Linked DNA regions of Sus scrofa: region 2 is linked to region 1. Evidence: chromatin contacts called from public Hi-C data. All regions are on one chromosome and are shown on one strand. Each heading gives the region's core, a stretch centred on a gene start, on an enhancer-like site or on the middle of the called end of the contact. The rest is flanking DNA. Distances are from core to core; before and after follow the strand shown. Region 1 has its middle 87 kb from the start of TRNAV-AAC. Region 2 has its middle 86 kb from the start of C7H6orf223.

Region 1 (2,558 bases), core at 31-2,530:
ATGAACTGTGGTGTAGGTTGCAGATGCATCTCAGATCCTGTGTTGCTCTGGCTGTGGTGTAGGCCAGCAGCTGCAACTCCAATTCTGTCCCTCTCCTGGGAATCTCCATATGCCACAGGTACAGCCAAAAAAAAAAAAAAAAAAAAAAAGAGTATATGTGACCATTTTCAGAAAAGACCCAAGAAGGCTTTGCAAGGGAGTTAGGAAAGTTCTCCCTCATCTCTGACCACTAGTAAGCTAAAGTCACACTGGTTTTGTTAGAAGAAGTATGTAAAACTTAGCTGTTTAACCATCCCCAAGCATTTTCATGTGCTTGGCAAGGTAGGAGAATTCAGGCAAACACACAGAAGATTAGCTTCTAGCAAAGACGTGTAAAAGCAAAGCATAATTAATGCATTAAATGAGGCCAAGGAAAAGAATGCATATAAAAATGCTGTCTTGGTACAGTGCTGAGGAAGGGAACAATGCATGACAGCCATGTTTATTAATAACTTACCAACTTTCTATAAACAATCCTGGGAAACATGACTGAGGCAGTGCAGGTGAACTTGGCTTAAACCTTGGCCCCGTGCTTTGCCCCTCCTCCCCTCTGCAGCGTTGGGCCCACCAGGAACTTTGCCTGCAGCTGGTCCCGGGAAACAGCAGGGTGTGTGTTTTTATTTTGCAAATATTAAATCACAGTATTGATTATGCTTTTGCAGACAGCACACTTCTCTCTCCCCCAGCTGCCCCCTGGTCAAGAATCTGGCCCTGGGGGGTTCCTGTTGTGGCACAGTGGAAATGAATCCAGCTCGTATCCGTGAGGATGCAGGTTCGATCCCTGGCCCCGCTCAGTGGGTTAGGGATCTGGCGTTGGCCGTGAGCTGGGGTGCGGGTCGTAGACGCGGCTCAGATCCCCAGGTGCTGTGGCTGTGGTGCAGGCCAGCAGCCGTAGCTCCGATTTGATCCCTAGCCTGGGAACCTCCATATGCCACAGGTGCGGCCCTCAAAAAAAAAAAGAATCTGGCGCTGAAGTGCTCAGTCATTTCGAGGACCTTGCTGAAGACAGGGAGGCTGGACGGGTCACCTCCCCACTCCCCGGCTCACTGCCACTGGCATGCTTCTAGAAGGTTACATAATCTTTCTTTATTTAAGGTTTCAATTCTTCCCTCTGAGAGTGAATGGACTTCCGGGCCTGGAGTTGGAGGTATTGGGCTGCTGGACGTGGGGGTGGGGAGAGGGCTGGACTGGGTCCAGGGAGCTTCTGGAGGCCGCACTCTTGCCCTCTCGCCGGCTGGTCCAGGGATGGCAGACCTTCCTGAGGGGAGGCCAGGAGGTGACCTTCCTTACCCTGGGCTGGGCTGCAGGCCCCCCAGTCATTGCCTTCTTGGACACTGCCTGGAAGTTGCTTCATGCATCCCAGTTAAATTTCACCTTGTTGACTCAGGCCAGTGTTCCCAGAGCAGGACAGGTTTCCCTGGCTTCTCTAGCTGGCCTGGGACTTCCCCGGCCCCCTGAACATCCCACACGTGCCTAGGCTCGCCTCCCCAGGGCATCGCTCCTCCTCATGCATTCATTCAACAAACATTCCTTGCACACCCATTAGGCACCCCATACTGTGCTGGGCTGGGCTTCAGAGGCAGAGGCCTGGTCCACGGTGTGGACAGGTGGACAGGTCTAGAAGCAGATCATTTTGCTCTAGTGTGGCATAAGCCAAGGGATTAAGGGGGCAGAGAAGGGTCACCTAATTTAGTTTGGGGGGACATGAGGAAGGCAAGGAAGTCTCCATGAGGGAGATAAAGATCTATCCGAATCTCAGATTATGAGACGGGAGGAGTGGCTGGGGGTGTTCAGCAGAGACAGTACCCTGAACGTGAGGCTGGAAACAGCATGACCAGGGATGACTTAGAAGTCGGCTTAGGAGTTCCCATCGTGGCGCAGTGGAAATGAATCCCACCAGGAACCATGAGGGTGCAGGTTCGATCCCTGGCCTCACTCAGTGGATTAGGGATCCGGTGTTGCCGTAAGCTGTGGTGTAGGTCGCAGACACAGTTTCAAATCCTGCGTTGCTGTGGCTGTAGGCTGGCAGCTGCAGCTCCAATTGGACCCCTAGCCTGGGGACCTCCATATACCGCAGGTGTGGCCCTAAAAAAGGAAAAAAAAAAAAAAGGAAGAATAAGTCAGTTTAGAAGATAAGCCCTAACACCCACATTCTACCATGATCTTAGCCCCACTCTCTCCCTGCTTCAGACCTTGTGATCCAACCCCTAGAAGAGGACTGCTTTTCCTCTTTTTTTTTTTTTTTTTTTTTTTTTTTGTATTTTTAGGGCCACACCCATAGCATATGGAGGTTCCCAGGCTAGAGTTAGAATCGGAGCTGCAGCTGCTGGCCTATGCCACAGCCATAGCAACACAGGATCTGAGCCATATCTGCAACCTACACCACAGCTCACAGCAACACCAGATCCTTAACCCATGAATGGAGGCCAGGGATTGAGCCCCCATCCTCGTGGGTACTAGTCGGGTTCATTCCTGCTGAGCCAAACGGGAACTCCCCCCCCACCCTGGGCGTCTTTCTT
Region 2 (2,558 bases), core at 43-2,542, 68 kb after region 1:
CCTTTCCCCTCGTCCTTATCCTCCTTGGGGCATTCGGCGTCTCCTCTCCTCCCTGGTCTGTGGACACTGGTTGGCTCTGCCCTGGGCTGGGGCTGTGGGGAGTTCCCTCCAGACGGGAGACACGATGCCCATGGCTTACAGGCCAGACACCTGTGCTATGCAGGGCAATGACGACGGCCCCACGGGGCCCTTTATGGAGAATGACCTGTCTAATCCTCACGACCACACTAGGAAGTTGGTCCCGTAATACATTTTACAGGTAAAGAAGCCGAGGCCCAGAGTGGTGGCATAACTGGCCCAGGGGCTTATAGCTAAGAAGCAGGGTGGGCACCCTGTGGTCTACACCAGAGCCTGCATGCTTACCCTATACACCTGCTCTTCCCAACAAGGTAACTGCTAAACCCTTGGGATTATTTAACTTCGAAATAATTAAAATGAAATACGGGAGTTCCCTTTGTGGCTCAATGGGTTAGGAACCTGACATAGTGTCCCTGAGGATGCGGGTGTGATCCCTGGCCTCCGATGTGGATTAAGGACCCGGCATTTCCGCGAGCTATGACACTGCTCAGCATTGCACTGGCTGTGGCCTAGGCCCACAGCTGCAGTTCCAATTCCACCCCTAGCCTGGGAACTTACATCTGCCGCAGGTGCGGTCTTAAAAAGAAAAAAAAAAAAAACGTGGAGTTCCTGTCCTGGCTCAGTGGTTAACGAATCCAACTAGGAACCATGAGGTTGTGGGTTCGATCCCTGGCCTTGCTCAGTGGGTTAAGGATCCGGCGTTGCTGTGAGCTGTGGTGTAGGTCACAGACGTGGCTCGGATCCCGCGTTGCTGTGGCTCTGGTGTGGGCTGGTGGCTATGGCTCCGATTCGACCCCTAGCCTGGGAACCTCCATATGCCACAGGTGCAGCCCCAGAAGAGACAAAAAAAAAGACCAAAAAAAAAAAAAAGAAATATAATTAAAAATTCAATTCTTCCATTACACCAGCCTCCTTTCAAGTGGTCAGTAGTCACACATGGCTAGTAGCTCCCAGAGTCTTTCCATCATCCCAGAAAGTTCTATTGAACACCCCTGGTCTATGCTGTACTGCCTCTCAAGAATCAAGAGGGAACAATGGAAAATCATCCTTCCGTTGATAGCATAAAATAATAATTAACTGTCTGATAATAATAGCTACAATTTACCAAGCTTCCTACGTGCTAGGCACAGTGCCAAGCCCATAATCCTTACTCAATCCCCGACTCAGGAAGGTTACCCAGGGTCACAGCAGCCAGGAAGTGAATCCAGATCTGGGTGACCCTGGTCTGGTCCTGCCCCCTCCTGCTCCACCCCCTGCTGAGCCCGGAGGAGTCTACAGCCCCTGGGGAAAGGAGGCAAAGGCAAATACGTGCATTGCACAAGAACAGGAATTAAACTAAATCAGCACGTAATTAACATCATCACAGTTCCCCAAGCCTGCTGACCAGAACATTACACTAATGAGGTCAAGGTCTTGATTTTGTGCCCTTTTGAGCATCACTTCACTTCTCATGAAAAAAAAAAAAAAAAAAGCCACACACTCTGCCCTGAGGGCTGCAACAGGCCCCCAGATGTCATGGTGAAGAGGCTGGGAGACTGGATATGTTTCACCAGAGCCTGTGGCCTCTTGTCGGAGGCCAGGCTGGGCCAAGCTGGAGCCAAGGCCTATTAAATCCTGGCAGGTGCCTGTGTTCCAGGCAATGGGGGTGCCAGTGTCTTCCTCCTCTGGACAGAACAGAGTTAGCAGAAAGCAAGACTTGAGTTTGAAGAAAAGATGCAGAAGAAGTTAGAAAAGAGCTTCCGAGATGTGCTTCCTCTCAGGTAAAACTTTTGGGTGGTATGTGGGGATTATAGGGCTTTTTGAGGGCTGGATTTGGGCGGGGAGATCTGCCTTAGAATCCCGTAAAGATTGTTTTAATGTGGGAAAGTCAGCTTCAGTTATATGTCAATCTCCACATGTCCCCTGGGAAGATAAGGACCAGTGAGTGACAAGAGCGGACAGTTCAGCAGAGAGCCGGACACCGACACTGCCCCTGCCCCACCTCCCTGCCCCGTCCACAAGGCCCCAAGGTCATGGAAGCCCTGTGCCTACACAGGTGGGTATCAGTAGATGTTTTGTTTAAATGATCTTTCTCCTTAAGCAAGTGTTGCCTGGGCCAGCATACCCCCAGGTTTTGGGGGACTCTGATGAGGTACCAAAGGCACCAACCAAATGGCTGGCTGTGTGAGTCAGGATAAGCCATGCTGTGCTGCAGTAACAAATGAGCCTTGAAAGCTCAATGGATTCACACTATGAAGGTTTGTTTCTTGCTCATACACTGTGGCCAAGGCAGATTAGCAGAGGCCCTGCTCTGCAGAGTCAATTAGGGACCCTAGATAGCAGAGCCATCAAATTTCAACAGGTGGCTTCCATGGCTGTGCCTGCAGGGGCAGAAAAGAGCAGGAGGGCTTTGCACTGGCTCTCAAAAGCTCTGGCCCCTGAAGTAACAGTCAGCATCTCCATTCACAACTTCTAGGCCAGAGCTAGTATTGTGGTCCCAC

What was found. A called contact is a pair of places that touch in the nucleus more often than the background predicts.
Region 2: a Hi-C map of liver shows a contact between it and region 1, with 1.7 times the contacts expected there. The contact joins two enhancer-like sites. A contact is called at or near these places in 1 of 5 promoter capture datasets (liver), 3 of 47 Hi-C or Micro-C datasets (liver and skeletal muscle) and 1 of 2 datasets of contacts at active chromatin or transcription factors (skeletal muscle).

Annotation. Positions count from the first base shown.
Region 1 is chr7:38,838,726-38,841,283 of Sscrofa11.1, forward strand. No RefSeq gene overlaps it. Among named protein-coding and RNA genes, the nearest start is that of TRNAV-AAC, 87 kb to the left of the region's middle. Within about 2 kb of position 1,281, at least 10 of the 83 cell types and tissues checked have an H3K27ac peak or open chromatin away from gene starts, as enhancers often do. A contact at or near this core is called in liver, where this site is marked.
Region 2 is chr7:38,906,444-38,909,001 of Sscrofa11.1, forward strand. No RefSeq gene overlaps it. Among named protein-coding and RNA genes, the nearest start is that of C7H6orf223, 86 kb to the right of the region's middle. Within about 2 kb of position 1,293, at least 8 of the 83 cell types and tissues checked have an H3K27ac peak or open chromatin away from gene starts, as enhancers often do. A contact at or near this core is called in liver, where this site is marked.